Linked DNA regions of Mus musculus: region 2 is linked to region 1. The links are chromatin contacts, called in public Hi-C maps. All regions are on one chromosome and are shown on one strand. Each heading gives the region's core, a stretch centred on a gene start, on an enhancer-like site or on the middle of the called end of the contact. The rest is flanking DNA. Distances are from core to core; before and after follow the strand shown.

The links. Hi-C and Micro-C count contacts between places; a contact is called where the count stands out from the background.
Region 2: a contact with region 1 is called in a Hi-C map of muscle stem cells, with 2.2 times the contacts expected there. The contact joins the promoter of Spata4 here to the promoter of Vegfc in region 1. A contact is called at or near these places in 1 of 39 promoter capture datasets (hippocampal neurons) and 1 of 484 Hi-C or Micro-C datasets (muscle stem cells).

What each region holds. Positions count from the first base shown.
Region 1 is chr8:54,076,134-54,078,863 of GRCm38.p6, reverse strand. It overlaps Vegfc (vascular endothelial growth factor C), which reads right to left and starts at 1,332. Exons shown (of 7, transcript NM_009506.2): 1 at 939-1,332. The coding sequence starts at 1,085. Gm33153 reads left to right here. Exons shown (of 1, transcript XM_006509526.4): 1 at 1-2,730. The coding sequence starts at 1,091. The coding sequence ends at 1,930.
Region 2 is chr8:54,599,227-54,602,136 of GRCm38.p6, reverse strand. Spata4 (spermatogenesis associated 4) reads right to left here and starts at 1,356. Exons shown (of 6, transcript NM_133711.4): 1 at 1,122-1,356; 2 at 206-335. The coding sequence starts at 1,336. Gm46039 (a long non-coding RNA gene) reads right to left here. Exons shown (of 3, transcript XR_001778557.2): 3 at 2,835-2,910.

The DNA.
Region 1 (2,730 bases), core at 83-2,582:
CCCCCCACTTGCAGTCAGCTACTATAAACCACTTCAGTCTGCTTCCAGCCAGGGGGCTTCGCAGTGCCTTAAACACAAAACTTTTGCAGGAGTTCAAGATCCCAACTATTACGCCAAGTATAAACTTGAAGATGTTATAAACATATTCTTTAGAAGGTTCAAGTGAGAAGTACACAAGATAAGATAACTGAGTCAGACAATCGGAATGTCTTCAAAAGTCCCTTAACGTGTTCAGGAAAGATGCTATTTCTCTTTAAAACAAAATAAAACAAACTAATTGATACTTTGATTTTTTTTTAATCTTATAGCCACTGTTTAGGAAAAGAATTGATAAAGTTTAGAAGATTCCAATTTCTGTTACATCTTGGATTTGACCAAGTTCAAGTTAATTCTGAAATCCAAAACCTTTAAGCCCAGTTTCTAAATTTACTCACACTTTTTCCAAACTAGCTCACAGAGCCTGGGGCCCCTGCTATGCAAACTCCAGGAGCATAAAACTCCGTTGTCTGGTCACACACCCCAGAAGCTCTTTGGAGTCCAAAACCAGCCAGGAAAAGAAAAGAGCATTTCCTACAGCAATGAAATTCTCTCTGGAGCCATGCCACTGGGGCAGGGTGCAAACTCCTCTGTTGGCAGGAGACCACTATGAAGGAGAAGGAATCTGTGTGACTGAACACCTCTTGGGCCCTTCCCTCCTCTAAGTTGCTTTCCTTTCTAGTAACAGCTTTCCACTGGGGGAGAGAAAAAAAGAAGAGAAACTTTGCTCCAAGCAAGCGTGCACCAATCTCTAACTTTGGATCCAAAGGTTAAATAAATAATTATGCACACACACTCCACGGCAGGTTCTCTGTACACCCAGTAAAGCCAAGCCCACACACAGTCCAGGACTTGGGAGCCTCGGATCCTCAGCCCGACCCGACGGGGTCCCTTGCACCTACCTTGACCTCGCCCCCGTCGGGCTCCGCTTCCGAGAAGCCCAGTCCCGACTCGAAGGCGGCGACGGTGGCGGGCGCCTCGCGCGGACTGGGGATCAGCGCAGCGGCGAGCAGGGAACACGCCAGAGACAAGAAGCACAGCAAGTGCATGGTGGATGGACCGGGAGCAGGGAGGCCGGTCCGTTGGCTGGCGCAGGCTGGGGCGTGAGGCTGAGGTCCTCTCCTGGTCCCTGTCCCGTGGTTTCCTCCCGGGGACCCCCCTGGGCGAGCGTCTCCCGGGACTCGGCGGCTCGCAACTTTTGCCCTCGGCTCTGGCAGCCCTCACGGGGGAGAGGCTCCCGGGTGTCAGGTACGAGCCTCACAGGAAACCGGACATCCGAACTGCCCTCGGTGGCGGCCCGCGAGGTGAAGCGAGGGCGCCGGCTCCGCCGATCGCGGTTTTGTTTTTGGTGTTTTGCAAAGAAGAGGGGGTGGGGTGGTTAAGCCCAGTCACCCCGCGATGTTCCACTCGTCCCGAAGAGCCCTCGGGTCCCTCGTCCCCCCTCCTCCCTCCCCTCGCCCGAAGTGAAAGGAGCCGGGCCGCGGGAGCCGCGGGAGAAGGCGGTGGTGGCGGCGGAGCCGGGGGGCGGGAGGAGGGCGGCGGGGCGCCCGGCGGCGGCGAGGCCCGCGAGCTCCCGGGCGCTCGAGCCTCCTGCGCGCGCGGGGCCGAGCGGTGGCGGTGGCGGCGGCGGCAGCGGGCGCAGGGGCAGGGCATGACTGATGCGCCCTCTGCCTGCGCTTATGTGAGAGAAAGCGGCAAGAGGGAGGGAGCGTGCCGAGCCCAGTCAGCCCTCCCCTCTCTTTCCCTAGGAAGCTTGCTCCCTCCAGCCCCACGCTTTCCTCCAGCCCCACCTCCATCCACTCTCCTCGCTTTCCCTTTCTCTGCCCTTCTCTCTGGGCTCTGCTGGGGTGTCGGGGTGGGGAGGCAGGGGCTCAAGTCAGGTCTGGGGGCTTGACTCTCTCTGCAGGACCAGTTTTAGGGGCCACATGACTGAGCTCAGCTGCTAGAAAGATGGGGAGGGGGGAGCAGGTACAGTGGGTAGGAGACGCACGCTTTGGCCCTGGCAACCCCTTGTGGTAAAATCCTTCTCCAGACATTCTTTATCCTGAGAAGTTTGGGACCAGCCTGAGACTTCTAAAACACTTCAGAGAAAAAGATCAACATTATAGCAGAGACCTATGGGGCCATAGTGCCCTTCCCAGCACCACCACCTCCACTGTTTTCTGGTTTACTTGAAGCAAGAATGCAAAGAGGGACATCTCAGAATACAGGGCAAGTCATTCATGCTAAGATCTTAGTGATCTTCCGGAAGACCTAAAGTTCCATCTGAAGGACAGATGGTCCAGAATCTTAAAGAACATTGATAGAGACACACCCAAACTGTATCTGCAAGACACACCTTCCATTTGCAAGAGAAAGAGAATGAAATGGGACAATTTATATGCTGAAAGAGCAAACAGCAGTGATGCATTTATTCTCTGGAAAAGCACCTAGGAACTCTGCTGTCTTCCTGGTGATGGCATCTGCTTTCCTGGGCAGGTGGGCAGATGGCAGAAGTTCCACTTAAGCTGCATCAACAGCATAGAGACATGAAAGGTCTTGCCTATTCAAAAACTATACTAAGTGCACTAATGTTAAAAAGCCACAAAATTGTCGTTGGAGGAAAGACGTTTCCTTGTAATTCAAATAATATGATCTGGAGGTCTCCTTGCCCAACATTTCCGTGAGTGCTTAAATACCTCTACAAACAGTGAA
Region 2 (2,910 bases), core at 107-2,606, 520 kb before region 1:
TTATAGTTTATTTATAGTTTTGTATATAATGAACAACTAGAATTTGACTAATCAGTTATTTCCTAGACTTGACATAGAGTCTCTCTCTCTCTCTCTCTCTCTCTCTCTCTCTCTCTCCTGTCTTTCTGTTTTTCTCTCAGACAGAGATGTAGTGTACTATCTAAAACAAGCTTCACAGGAAACTCTTGTCAATTTTGTGTCTTACCTTCTCTATCTGTGCCCAGTTATCCAACTTGACTTTTAAGGAGGTTCCATTTTCAAAGGATGATAATCGAAGGTCCCAGGGATAATAAATACAGAATATCTCTGCAACTAGGTAGCCATTTGAAAAATCCCTGATACATAACAATAAGGAAATGGAAAAAGTGTAATTGAGATAATTATATAATAGCTAATAAACCATATTGACAAACTATCTGGAAAAACTTGTGTTGGTTCATTTCTCTGAGAAGGTTTCTCAATAGGAAAGAAAGCAGTTAGCTAAAGTGTCCTTTAATGAATCCTCCTAATTATTAGATTTAACAATGTTGCCAAGTGATTAAAACGCTTATTGAAAGTTTCACAGATGCTTGAAAAACCCAATACTGGCATTAATCGTTTTCCTGCAAAAGATCTATGGTATTCATTTTTATGGAATTTTGTTCACATTCTATAGTAACAGCCAGTTACATAGACCATCGTTTCCGTTAAACAGAAGCTTAAAAAAAAAAAAAAAAAAAAAAACCTCAGATAACTGGATACATGATACATTTTCAAAAAAAGGGTAAACTAGTCCTTATTACGATTAATACAAACAAAACAAAACAAAAACCTTGGTTTTTTGTGATTATCAAAGCATTCCGGAATAGCTTAACTCTACAGTGTAATGACCAGTTGAATGAAATCAATGAACACAACGGTCCACGTCTTTCTGGAACTTCCTATCTTGATATGTATGCCTTGTGGCATGCATGAGTGAGCAGGGAGTTGGATGGCGAGGCTGTCTCCGTGAGGAGGGAAAGCAAGGCCAAGGAGGCTGATTCCAGGCTTAGGGAGCCTGAACTGAGCGAGCGCAGGTGGCCTAGGGGAGGGTGACACCTGAGGAGGAGGGTGAATCACTGGGTCCTGTCTGGCTTTAGCACCTGGTGACATTCCTAGGGAAGAAGCTGAGATCTAGGCCCTGGAGCCAGCGCAGGACAGAACGACTCAGGCGGGAGCTCCTAGGCGGATGTGGATACACCAGACATTTCTTTGGCTTCTTTCCTGCGGGAACTGCTGGTGGTGTAGGTAAGGACGTCTTGGATGATTCTGCCGCCGGCAGTGGTAAACACTCCTCTGCCTGGCCGGCGGCAGCCATGGTGCTTTATGGGTTTCTATGGCAACAGATCAGCTGGGGGCTGATAAGGTCTGCTGGAATCGAGGCTTTAGCGTCGAAGGGCGGGGCTTCGGCCTCCAAGAAGGCTCTGTGTTAATGACATTTAGGATGTGACTCAATGTTTTGGAGTCAGTAATCTCTGGATCCATGAACGTTAACAGTCTGAGGAACTAAAGTTGAAGACAGAGCTTCAAGTATAAATTGTTGGCTTCACTTGCACTGTGTTGGCAAATCTTTCTTTCTGTATCCCAGTTCACACATTTTATAGTGTGTGTATTTTGGTCTGCCAGCTAAAGGCCATTGTTCAATAAAGAATTTTGAAGAGAAATGTGAAAAAGCTCTAGAAGACAGTGAAAATTGTTTTTTTTTTTGGGGGGGGGGAGGTGGATGAGAGTAGGAGATAGACCTGGAAACCACAAAAATTTTGTTTTAAGAAGAAAACAAACCTTTAAAATTCATCATACCTATTTCCATAATGATTATGTAAAATGTACATTAGTCACATATTTTAAAGCTATTTATAGATTACATTCATATACTTCAAGATGTCCTGAGATGTATAATTTCATTCAACAAGTATTTATTGAGTATTTCTTCTGTGCCTGTAACTGATGCAGATATTTCTATCCATTAATGAGTGATTCAGAAAATGAAACTTATTACAATGTGGTGATAGGCAATTACAAATTAGATTGCTATGCAGGAAGATAATATCAATCTCTTAAAATCTCTATAGCAAGAATATATTCAGTGTTGAATATGAATACGTATCCCACATATAAAACATGGGCTGGATCTTGGTGGTGCTATGTAATATATTATTGAGTGTTTTCTTGTATATTTGATCATTTATAAGGTAGACTAATGTGACTTTGTATAAGGTTAAAATGAGGCCAGGGGAGACAGATGATTAAGGCGCTTGCTACTAAACTTCAGTTTGTTCAATAGGAGACTGAGAAAACCAACTCCTCAAGTTGCCTTTGACAACACACGAACACATGGCACATAATTGCCCATATAAACACACACACTAAAAAGTGTCATTCTTAAAGAGTAGGCATGAAAGAGAGAGAAGAAGTAGTATGTTTTCTCTTTGTCCAGTGATATATGTCTTATCAATGACTCATTCTTTTAATGACTGTTTTTTAAGAAACTGTCTTAAGGTATGAAATAGACCATCACCGTCAACTGTTGTAGTTCCTACTTTCATCGGACCAATACCCATGTGTGATCCTCTAGATAACACTGATGTAGGCTTTACCACTGTGGGAACTCCTTTGGACGTACAGATACATTTATATAAGTGAAAAATTCACCTACACTGACAAGTGCTGCCATGCTAGTATTCTGTGTGTGTGTGTGTGTGTGTGTGTGTGTGTGTGTGCAGAGTTTTAAAGCCTAAAATCCCAAAAATCTGTGCCAAGTTCTTCCACCAACCAAGATTTAGGAATAAGGGATTTCCTTGGGAACTTGTCTTGTGTACACTTACCTCTCTCCCATTGGTTGGGGTATTTACCTGTGCCAGGTAGCTTGCCTTGTCTAACATTCATGTCTTA